Linked DNA regions of Zea mays: all the other regions are linked to region 1. The links are chromatin contacts, called in public Hi-C maps. All regions are on one chromosome and are shown on one strand. Each heading gives the region's core, a stretch centred on a gene start, on an enhancer-like site or on the middle of the called end of the contact. The rest is flanking DNA. Distances are from core to core; before and after follow the strand shown.

Evidence for each region. A called contact is a pair of places that touch in the nucleus more often than the background predicts.
Region 2: a contact with region 1 is called in a Hi-C map of ear, with 2.3 times the contacts expected there. The contact joins the promoter of LOC109941645 here to the promoter of LOC103636252 in region 1. A contact is called at or near these places in 3 of 25 Hi-C or Micro-C datasets (ear, endosperm and tassel).
Region 3: a Hi-C map of tassel shows a contact between it and region 1, with 2.5 times the contacts expected there. The contact joins the promoter of LOC103636245 here to the promoter of LOC103636252 in region 1. A contact is called at or near these places in 2 of 25 Hi-C or Micro-C datasets (endosperm and tassel).

Annotation. Positions count from the first base shown.
Region 1 is chr8:160,122,679-160,126,838 of Zm-B73-REFERENCE-NAM-5.0, reverse strand. LOC103636252 reads right to left here and starts at 2,726. Exons shown (of 7, transcript XM_008658612.4): 1 at 1,691-2,726; 2 at 907-1,146; 3 at 234-323. The coding sequence starts at 2,299.
Region 2 is chr8:159,989,486-159,993,187 of Zm-B73-REFERENCE-NAM-5.0, reverse strand. LOC109941645 reads left to right here and starts at 2,330. Exons shown (of 1, transcript XM_020542818.1): 1 at 2,330-3,634. The coding sequence starts at 3,096. The coding sequence ends at 3,368. LOC103636248 (HVA22-like protein f) reads left to right here. Exons shown (of 7, transcript XM_035961882.1): 3 at 1-170; 4 at 339-365; 5 at 468-590; 6 at 662-908; 7 at 1,053-1,367. The coding sequence starts at 124. The coding sequence ends at 1,130.
Region 3 is chr8:159,918,513-159,922,610 of Zm-B73-REFERENCE-NAM-5.0, reverse strand. LOC103636245 reads left to right here and starts at 2,535. Exons shown (of 2, transcript XM_008658606.2): 1 at 2,535-3,058; 2 at 3,159-3,594. The coding sequence starts at 2,839. The coding sequence ends at 3,463.

The DNA.
Region 1 (4,160 bases), core at 1,477-3,976:
GACAAGATGTATCCTTTAATTGCATAACTACAATACAAAGCAATACGACGAAAAGCTCTCCTAAAAGAACATCGAGTCAGTTATTTTAATCTCAATATCTTAATAGATCCACTGGTTACTGGCAACTACAAATAATCTCTGTACACCTAAAATGTACCCTTATGATTAGTAAAAATCAGAAACCACCATAAATTTCAATTAACCTATGATATTAGAAGACGAATGAGACTTACACAAGCTATTGGATTGAGACACATCATTGACATCATCAACCATCTCCTATGTTTTGACCATATAGCTGGACAGAGGGAATGAACTCCATTCTGTAATGAAATATCAAGTTTAGTGATGTAAAACGACAAACCATCAGAAAGACACATATGCACATTTATACATCACAGAAGCTAATTCACTGATTGTAGGCTGTGGTTTGTAGGTTAGATTTAAGATAATGCCATAGTTATTCGATTAGCTTTGGGGTATGAGAATTATGATTATTTTGGGGGGAGGAGGGCGACTTTCAAGCCTTTAAAAACAGACACCTTATTTTAAGTATGAAGTAAGAAGATGATTTCTGAAATATATGATGTCAGAGATACGCAATAGAAAAAAAATGACTTACAATCCCACAAAAGCTCATACATAGCAAACGTACCAGTAACATATCTGTACATCATATGCATCGCAATAGACTATCAAATAATAACCTAGATAGGTTTGCAAATCAAGGTAGACCTGGCCTAAATAACAACGACCATAACATTGCCCATATAAAGGAGTGTTGTATTTAACGACAATAAAATAGCAAAAGGAAGTACCAAACAAGTGTAATTCAAACTAGTTGATAAACCATCACAAGAGGTTTGTCAAAGTTAATGCTTACAATGAAATACAAAGGTTGAGTACCTTGCGATCATAACCATACCAAAGCAAATGTTGCTTTGATAGATGAACAGGCAAGAGAAGCGTAGAGTCTCGAACAAATAGTAGAGGCCCCAACTGAATAAGGTACAGGGGCGAAGTATCATTTCCAGAAGTAGATGGACCAACCGATGCCTCCAGCCTCCAGAGGCCTCCACGTGCAACAACAGAACTCTCGATGTCTTGACTCCTGGTATTGTATGTTGCCGACATATTTACAGTACCCTATATAATCATCAATCGAGAAGATAAGTACTATGTCGCAAGTCGTGACATGCCAATGTAACATGAAATAAAATAGAAAATGTACAAATCCACAAATCCAGTAAAAAACATTTGGTTGATTCAAAATGTTAAGTCAGCTTAAGTACTTTATGTACAACTTTTGACATAACATCCATATGTGTACCACCGTACTACCATAGAAGTGCAATTTGCCTCTGATCTAGGTTGTACCGTGTACATGAATTGAGTTCAGGATTGTATGCAGTAATCTTAGTTTTTCCTTGACACAGAGGATAATTCAGCAGATGATTAAAGATCATAGTTTAGATCTGTGAATCAAAATGTCAGATGCTTCCAGTGGCTATATGATTAACTGTGAAGAAGAGGATTGCAATAACTCATGTAACCAGGTGCTAGACCAGACACCCTGAATTCAAGTGCTGCTACGACAGGAGCCCTAAACTAAGATCATGCGCCTTATATGAGATGCAAACTTCACGACATGCCAAAATCCATAATACGGCAAGCATGAGTTAGATCGTACGTTAGCTTTCTTGAAGTTTCCAAGAGTCCCAATATCGCAGCCGAAACCATCGTCGTCCTCGTCCAAATCTTCTCCGCTAACAGGGCCGCTGACGCTAGATGCGGCAGCGCTCCCAGTCGCCGCGGCGGCGGCGGCGGCCGCCGCCTCGAGGGGGCACCTATCTACAGCAGCCCTTTCGACGAAGAGCCCTACCGCGCCCTCGCCCACCGAATCCGCGGGCGGCTGAGGAAGCGGCGGCGGTAGCTTGCGGCGCCGGATCTGTCCGTTCCGGAACGGCACGGGCAGACGCCGCACGGCGTGCTGCACGGCCCCGCCCACGGACGCCCCGAGCTCAGCGCCGGCCTGGCCCAGCCTGCCGCCGATGTCGATGACCGAGGAGACGGCCGCGGCGGGGAAGGGGAAGTCCTTCCCCGGGACGCCGAGGGGGCCGCCGGCGCCGAAGGGGACGACGGGGAGGTCGATGTCGAAGGGCATCCGCTTGTGCGGCGACGGCGGCCACGGGAACTGCGGCGGCACCTGGAGCAGGCCCGTGAAACCCTGCGCGAGGCGGTCCGCGAGGTCCTGACCATGCCGCTGCACGCCCTCCCACGCCTCGAAGGAGATCTCCATACGCGTCGGCGTCGCGTCACCACGGCGTCGCTAGGGTTCCGGCAAGCAAATCGGGAATTCGAAGCAAAAGCAACAGCCGACGGGAGAAGGGGCGAGGATTCGACGATGGGAAAGGGAAAAGAAGGAGGAAGGCAGCGGGTAGGTGATGGTAAAATAATAATAGTGGCCGGGGACGGTGACGGTCGCGCTGGGTGAGGTCGGGGAGGATAAAGAAGGCCTTGACCGAGACACCGAGTCGACGTGGATCGACAGGGACTAGAAGATCGCCCGCACGACCGCACCGCACCGCACCGCACCGCACCGCTTCCGCCGCATGGCCCGCCTGACGGCCCCGGCTGGGCCCAGCGCAGCTTCGGCTCCCCGCGCCGGAGTGGATAAGGGCGTGCCTACCCGTCCGTCCAGTTGCTCTCGCACATACCCTTGTCTGGTTGCGTTTTTTCCTCTCGGGTACACGCATGTCGGCATGTCTCAATAGCGTGTGCAGTTTGGCGAGCCCCGGAAACATACATAGACCAGAGAGATATTGCACTGTTACTCATGCGAACGTACAATGACTACCGCTGAAACTCATGAAGTTATGAACTGTACGTTATAGGCTATGGGCCCTTTCACAAAATAAAAGAATGATGGGCTGTCTGTTTGGACAGGCCATGAGACGGACCAGCCTTTTGTTTTTTTGGGCGGGCCGAGCCACCTGTAGCCCGCATCAGGCGGGTCTGTATGGTTGGAACCTTGGAGCTCCCAAGCCGTTGATTTTGGACGTCGGGTGGCTGGATGCACCTGCCTAACCGGTACCTGGCATCCTAGACTAGATCATCAACCAAACGAGCCCCTCCGGAGAGAACAAAAGGTAAGGTGAGACATAGGGTCTGTTTAATTTCCTAAGGCATCAAAAACTTACCTAAGATTAGTCACTCAAATTGAAGAACAAAGAACATGTTTGGTTTCTTGTCTAAGGTGCCACAAGTTGCATAAAATTAATCACTCGAATTGAAGAACTAAATGTCGAGTACCATAATTAGGGGTACCCAGATCATAACCATAAAGTACCTAGACGCTCGAGTAAGAAGGGGGCATAAATAGACACGCTCCCAGCCTTACCAAGGTCCGAGGCACAAGTCGTAACTCGCCCGAGGGTAACCCTGATCGGGAGTTGAAGTCACGACTCGCTCGAGGTCAATCTCGGGGGAGACACAGTCATGACTCGCCCGAAGCCAACCTCAGGCGGGAGACGCAGTCGTGACTCGCCCATGGCGATGCACATTCCCGATTCGCCTGAGGGCGTCTCAGGCGACGCACCGGGAGCTACCGCCTCGGCCAACCACCCCAATTCTAGAACGTGTGTCTGTACGTTCACTTGCACCGCTGAGGGTATCAAAGTCAACAAAGGACGACACGGCTGTGGTATAATCTACCTTTACCACACACGACGGTTCACAAGGTGCGAGTACGGGGCACTGTTCCCCGACTCCGACCACTGCTTCAACCACTCCGAGCGTGACTACATGTAACGTCCGGTCAAGGACGCAACCTCGGGAGAAATCTCGGCCTCGCCCGAGCTCGGCCTCAGATAACTGCCCCAGCAGACGTGCATTAATTGTCATCTACTCTTCCGCGAATCTCGCAGAGGACCATGCCAAGTATTATGACAACTACTCCAATTCGACATCCGCACCCATGTACAGGTTGGCTCGAGTACATGCCCATGCTCTCGAGCCTAGCCTCAGCTCTCTACTCCGTCAAAAGAACATGCTACAAGGCTTGGACACGAGGACAAGGGCCATCCCGCCGGTCATGCCGCTACAGGGCTCGAACGTGCCTCCTCTGACCACAACAACCGCGCACCAACCCTTGTACTCCT
Region 2 (3,702 bases), core at 1,081-3,580, 130 kb after region 1:
GATCCACCTGCGCATCCCTTGTCATATACACCGTCGCGAAACAAACAACGGGGGAAGGAGATCAAGAAACGTACGTCAGGCCGAGCTTGTCGCCATCTGGTGGCGAGCCGTCGACAACGGATCATGGGTGTCCTCGGTACCCTTGCTAGAAATCTGGACGCCCTCGTTGGGTAAGCTGTACTGTACGTGCGTGGAGTGTTTCCGTTTCGATGCAGGTCCTGGCAACAACGGCTGTCCCACCCAGGCCCCTTTTTGGCCTTGTTTTGTTCTTTGATCCATATGAACTCACTCTGACTCCATTTCCGTGTGTAATAATTCTTTTCTGCTGCGCCGGGCAGGCCAGGGGTGATGCTGCTTTATCCTCTGTAAGTAACAATCCACTCGTCCAGCTCCTCAGACACAATCACCACCACCACCACAGTAGCGTGTGTTGCTAATGCTAATAGCGTGTGTCACACAATCAACAGCTACGCGTCCATGCGCGCCATCGAGAGCCCTTCTTCCCTGGACGACCAGCAGTGGCTCACCTACTGGGTCCTGTACTCGCTGATCACCCTCTTCGAGCTCTCAAGCTGGAAAGTCCTGCAGTGGTGAGCTCAACACGCAGGCACGCTACGCTGGCTGAGCTCCCAAGAAAACTCAATCTCTTCTTCTTTGTCAGGTTTCCCCTGTGGCCGTACATGAAGCTGCTCTTGTGCTGCTGGCTGGTGCTGCCCGTCTTCAACGGCGCGGCCTACATCTACGAGGCGCACGTCCGGCGCTACTTCAAGATGGGCACCTACGTGAGCCCCAGCTACGGCGAGCGCCAGCGCCGGGTGCTGCAGATGATGAGCCTCGACGCGCGCAAGTCCGTCGAGCGCTTCATCGACACGCACGGGCCCGACGCGCTCGACAGGATCATCCGAGCCGTGAGTTGTTCGTCTCAGCTGCCTAGGCTTCATTCTTAATTAACTTCCCAGAGAGTTTCGGCGATGATTCTGGAACCGCGCCTTGGTAAGAAAAAAAAAATATCTTCAGTTTCTGACGGAGAAACATCTGAACTACTGGTGCAGGCTGAAGAGGAAGCCAAGAGGGAGAAACCTGAATTGTTCCGGGTGGAAACCGAAGCAAGTCTCCCATCGGTTGGGTAGTCACTTGTGCAGAAATCGTATCGTATGCGTGTGTGTGGTTGATCATTACGTCGGGCTTGCCCAGCAGTTGGAGAAGAGATGCCCGGCGCCCATGAGAGCATGCATGCATATATGACTTTGAAAGAAGCCGCGAATTTGGTGTACTTGTTAATGAAAATTTGGCTTGGACCTGTGAAATCCGTATCAGCTAAAATACGTCTGGTCTGATCCTGAATGCAACCGCACAAGAGATTGATCTGTCTAGCGAATTCATCAAACACATGGCTGATGCATGTGCCGTTGGCAGTGGCGGACCCAGGAACCGATGACAGCCTAGGCGAGAATACGGTGTGATTCCCACGGCTGTGCTCGTGTCACGTGCTGCTTGCTTCCGTGCACTGTGCTCGCGCCTTGCCCTCCATTGCAGCCCAGGCCACCGCCTGCGGTGCGTGGGTGGTGCCCCTGGCCGTTGGCTAATTTTTGTCCAAACTCGCATCGGAAGGAACTAATTTCCAACACGGGCGCTAAACTACCATCAAAACGTTGGGACCTAATGGCATTTGCATGCAACTCTCCTTTAGGCCCTGTTTCTCTAGATCACATGAGCTAAAGCAAGCTCTGTCCTGGCTGTGTGCGCGTGCTCGTTGCTTGATGCATCTGCGGGCCGTGGCGCATGCCAACACGGCACTTTTTTTTGTGCGTTGAAACGACACTGCCACACCAGACGAAGGTATATACTACAGAAACTAGAAAGCTACTGTGGCACGAGTCCAGACCCGATGGATACTCTGCCCAGTTCGTTTGTAGACTGTCCGTTTCCGAAAATCCAGCGGCGGCTAAGCACAGGAGAGCAGTTGTAGCCTTTAGTTCGAAAGTGACGCTTGATGCAACTACAAAAGTTGCGTGTTTGGTATGCTCTAGGGTTGGAAGTCTTCTTAATCCTAGCCTGCATGCGCGCGCATACGTGCAATCTTGGGACTCAGAATGCTGTCACTTTTAGCTACTTAAAAATAAAATAGCTCTCCAAGCTATCCGGCTCTCTAAATTGACTTATTCACTTACCAAATTTGACTAGCAATTCTTGCTGGCCAAGCTGATTTATATGTTGGAGAGTCTATTGGAATGAGATGTTATATATATAGTTTAATTTTTATAGAGAGATAAATAAAGAGTTAGTTACAAATAAAGAGTCTCGTGAAGATAATGAGACTACAAAGCCGACTGGTGACTGCTAGAGTGCTAGCTTGATCGCCGCCAAACCGATGCAAATGATAGGCATGCGCACGCGTTGTCTTTCTCAGGACGTCTTTGTCATTCGCAAACGTGCGCACGCGCACACGTGACATACTCTCCGTCGAGTCGCGACCAAACCCCGATGGATATGGGCTTTCTTGACGCCAGAACACAACACGTGACATAGGAAGTGTGTCACGGATGACAGCATGGCATACGATGTCCAAAAGCGCGTCGGCGTCGCCCAACTTGCGCCGCCGCCGGCGCACAGCACCAATGCAAGCCGAACGCCCGCGTAGCGCATGAGAACTGCACCGCAAGGAAAGGAAAGGGGAACACACATATGGGTTTGGCCTCGATGCCTCCTCACCCACGGCACCGCGCAACAAAGCAGCCGGGTCGGTCGACATCAACCGCCGAATTATCCCTTCCCGTTTCGTACGTCAAGGCTCATCGCATACTTATCTGTCACACAAAGCACCATACGGAACCTAGCCACTAGCCTAGCTATCAGGGGTCGCTACTCGCTAGCTATAGACCTATAGGTGGACGGGCACGGGGCACCTAGCCAGCCAGTCCGCCCAGCGAGCGAGCGAGCAATCAGGCAGGCAGGCCTGGTCGCGCGCTAGCTGCTCCCGCTCCCGCGCCCTATAAATATATCTCGCCCCACGCCGAGCGCCGGACGGAGAAAGGTTTGGGCAAAACCATCACGCATACTCTACTCTACTGTAGCTAGCTACCAAGCGGGAAAACATGTCACAGAACGCGGCGTGGGCGCAGGCCGAGCGCCGGCCGCTCACGGACCCCATCGAGATCCCGGCCGCCACCTCGGCCGCGCGGGTCGCCGACCGAGAGACGGACGCCGGCGGCGAGGCAGCGGCGCCCCCGCACGTGCTGCTGGCGCGGCGCGGGGCGGCGGCGGCGGCGGCCTCGGTGTGCTCCGGCCAGGGCCGCACGCTCAAGGGCCGGGACCTGCGCCGCGTGCGCGACTCCGTCCTGCGGATGACCGGCTTCATCGAGACCTAGCCTTATAGCCCTCAGCCAGCGGCCGCGGCGGCGGCCGGCACCCGTCGTCGTCGTCGGTCTGGCTGCCCGGCCACCTCGATGCTTAGCTTATCGTCATCAATGCGGAAAGCAAGCGTGTCCACTCACACTCAGTCTACGATCCTGTTAACGGTTGGACGTACGCGTATATCGCGCTGTTTATGAGTCAGTAGTCTCTGAGACTGACTGTTGATTTCATTAATTGTTGGTTACAAACAGTTGACGGCAAAGGCATTTTTTTTGAACTCCTCTGCATATCTTTTTTTCATACGAAGTTCGAGGTGGCCTTTATGTGGGTTCAACACTGTTAGACGTA
Region 3 (4,098 bases), core at 1,286-3,785, 200 kb after region 1:
TCACTCAACACGAACCAGCGACGGTGCTCTCTGCACAGGGGCGGATGGTCCGCGGCCAGGGGCCGAACGGTTCGCGGCCTGGTGCGAGGCTAGGGTTTCCTGCCTGACGGCCGGACGGTCCGCTCGTGCGCAGGGGCGGCAGATGATCGCCGGCGGCGCCTGGATCTCGCTCCCGGGAGGGACCCCGTCGGGGAGGAGAGATCCTAGGAGTTGTCTAGGCTCGGGCAGGCCGACCTAGACTCCTCTAATCGACGTAGAGTCGAAGAGAAGCGGGGAATTTGGGGATCGAGAGGCTAAACTAGAACTAGACTAGAACTACTCCTAATTGTACAGGAAAAATATGTGAAATAGAAGTGTTATTGATTCGATTGATGATTACAAATCAGCCGTATACCTCTCTATTTATAGAGGAGGGGGGCTGGACCCTTTACAAACTAATCTCCCGAGCTAATTCCGCGAATCTAGCTAACAACCGTAGCACAAAACTCAGAACCCTAATCTGCTCTGCGCACGCACGGACCGTCCGGCCCACAGGCGTGGACTGTTCGGACCGCGGACCGTTCGGACCGCGGACCGTCTGGTCCTCTCAATTTGGTTCCCAACAATATGTGTATTTAAAACAAAAACTTTCGAGCTCTAAATGATTCAAAATAACAAACTTGTATACTTTTTCAAGTATTACCATGTTGGTTCAGTTCATTTCCTTCACATAAGCGAATCATAAACTAATTAGATTTAATAGATTCGTCTTATCATTTAGTCCTAATATGTATAATTAGTTTTATAATTAGCCTATGTTTGAAGGTACTAAAGTTTAGCTCTTTATCGGTCTAGAGACTAGAGACCACACCTTTACATACCGGTCTTTTTATCGTACTACCTCTGTCCTATTATATAAGAGCAAGTTTTATAATATACTCAGCAACTAGTCGTAAGAATTATTGCGGCCTACCTCTTCACCCATGTGTACAGTGATTAGCTCTACTATTAATGTATGATCTACTTGTCTCTCTCATAATTCATAATTTTTTTGCTCTTGTGTCCAAGTCGATTGTAAGTTTACAATCAACTTCCTCTCTCTCATCCACGTGAGCATTTAGCCTGCTTACAACCTCTTATTATACTTGCTCTAAAGCGTAATCGTCTATAATTCAAAGACAAAAATATATTTAATTCTTTATATCAACATTATTACTATTGTATCGATATACATGTGTCTAGAAAGAGTACACCTTATATTATGGGGTAAGAATAAAAGTCTTATATTATGGGGGTATCATGCAGTTGCCTCCTAAAGTTCCTATCTTATCTTCTATCTCAAACTCCACTCTGCAAACTATGTCAAACGGTACCATCTACAGTTTCACGTCGTCTATTTTATCTTATCTACTGAAGACGGTCTAACAGGCCTTTTTAGGGCCTACTAAGCACGACATTAGTAAGCATGAGCCGAGCCGCTCAAGCACAGGAAACGATCAAACGACCATGCTTGCGCTTAGCGCCTCACCAAACGTGTGGTCCTCGTGCCATCCTGTTTGCCCGTTCTATTTCGACATCTATAATTATTGCAGCAATTCATTTTTTTGGGGTTGACTTGCTGCGCCTTGCGTCGTGGGGCGGCGATTGTGGTGTGACCAGGGCAACTCAGGTCATCACGAGATAACGATCCTCGATGAATCAAGACATCCTTCACATGCAAATTGAGGTGTCGATCGCCGCCCCTTTGCTGCTAGCAAGAGCAACAACCGAATCCATGCATGCACATCACCCCGCGTACGGCGGCGCCACATGCTTTGAGACTTGACCTTTCGGTTTTCAGGGATTCCTCCATACGCACACTAGCTATCAATCATGGGGTGCTGCTAATGACTACTAAACTCTTGTACTCCTCCATCCACACTCGATCGTTTAGGGTCTATTCGTTTTAATCTCATCCATATATGGGATTGAACGAGATTGAGTGCTCGTTCGGTTCTTCCTGAATGCGTTTTTGGATTAGTTTTGGATTGGAATAGTTCGCAAATTTGTATTAGTTTGATGAACTCGAATGGTTCCAGCCTCCAATCTAGACTAACCGAACAAAGCCCGAGTGGATTTAAATTTCTAGCAAGTTATTTTTTTCTATTTTTTTTCCAACCCTATATAATCTATGTAGAATAAAAATAACCGAACAAGGTTTTAATGACCAAGGATGAGGGATAACATTATACAGAACACTGTTAAATAACATCAGATCACTCACCCTCCAAAACTGTTTGAATGTTTGAGTAGCGGGGGAGTAAAACAACAATTTAGGACTGATTTGGTGACCAAGTAATTGGAGAGGATCTATGGGAAGGAATTCTCTTGCTATTCAAAATTAAATAGGAAGTGGATTACTCTCTCATGATTCACTTTAATTCACTGTCCACCAAACCAACTCTTAGTGTCTTTTTCTTTATATTCAATTTATGCTCCTTTTTCAGTTAGATTTAAGCAAGTCCAGCTCTATCCAGTCGTGGTATTATAAAGTGCAGGAGCCGCAACCACGTACTACGGATGCTGCTACTCGCTTGCGATCGATGAACCGCCAAGCCATATGCACGTAATGCAAGCCCTAGAACCCGTTTCCCCAATCAACCATATGCAGGCGGCATCTGTCGAGCACACGCAACGCAAGCATCGATCTGCCGGTATCTCTAAGCTTGAGCCAGCCCAGAGCCGGCCGCCGGAATCTACTACTCTCTGACGACTCGACGCGTTAGCTAGCTCGTCGTTGGCTACAAATTGCGCTGCTCTTCAGGGGCTTGTATTGCCATGACCATTATTCACTAGGGAATGTCATAGTAGCTAGCTACAATGGCGTCGTCGTCTTCTCTAGCGATCAGAAGCGTCCTAGGCTGCCTGATCCTCGTGGCCCTAGCCGTGTGCGGCCTGCCGTCCCTAGGCTCGGCCATGGGCGTGCCCCAGCGGCAGCCAAACCCCATCAACTTCACCATCGGGGTGGAGGGCGTCGTCTGGTGCAAGAGCTGCCGGTACCGCGGCTACGTCGAGTCCAGGGACGCGTCGCCACTCCGGAGTAAGTCCATTCGTTCGTTCGTTCGTACGTGCTCATCAGCAGCGTCGGTCTCCAGCCATGCATGCATTTCTGATCACAGTATGCATATATGTGCGTGCAGACGCCTCGGCGCTGCTGCGGTGCCGGCATGGCCGCCGGGCGCTGTCCGTGTGGAGCGCCACGAACGCGCACGGCTACTTCCTGGTCCAGACGGGGGCGCAGGCGGCGCCCTTCACGAGCAGGAACTGCAAGGTGTACGTGCCGCGGTCGCCGGTGCGCGGCTGCCGCGTGGCCGTCAGCCCCGGCCGCAACAAGGGGTCTCCGCTCAAGTTCCGCAGGTTCGTCACGCGCACCGACGGGCTGCAGGCGCGCTACTCGGCCGGCAGCTTCACGTTCGCGCCGCAGGACCGCTCCAAGTGTGACTGATGACCGCGAACGGCCCTCTAATAGAGACTTCCAAAGGGCTCGATCGCCCGCATCCCGTCAGGGATGGGGCTGTAAATTACAGTATAATTAATAATAAGCAAGGTCATGAAGCCGATGTGCCTTTTGTGCTTCGTTCGTGTGTTGTTGATCAAGTGCTGCTCCATGCTCGATCAGTTCGGCAAAGCACCTCAGATCGTGTGCTGTGCGTCGCATGTCTGCCGGCGGCCGTCGAACGCCAGGGCGCGGCGAATACGACGACATCCAGTCCAGCGTAGAGATGGCAGCAGGATTGGACTAGTAATAACTGCTACCACGGCCCACGGACACGAAGACGAAAGCCCAACGGCCGAGCCGCATCACGGGGGCTGTCCAGCACGCACTCTGTTTGTCTTGTACTCTAATCAGGGGCCACTATTTTTTCTAGCTAATCACTATATATATATATATAATACAAAATATCATATAACAGACCCTCTCAATCTAAATTGTCCCCTCAAATTCAAACCCTAGCTTCGACCCTCTCTTCTTGTCAGTATTTACGATTGAAGTTAAACAATAAAAGGATAGTAAAATCTATTTATTATCGGTAGATATATACAAACGAGAAGAAGGTCCGTCCATCACGCTCCACGACT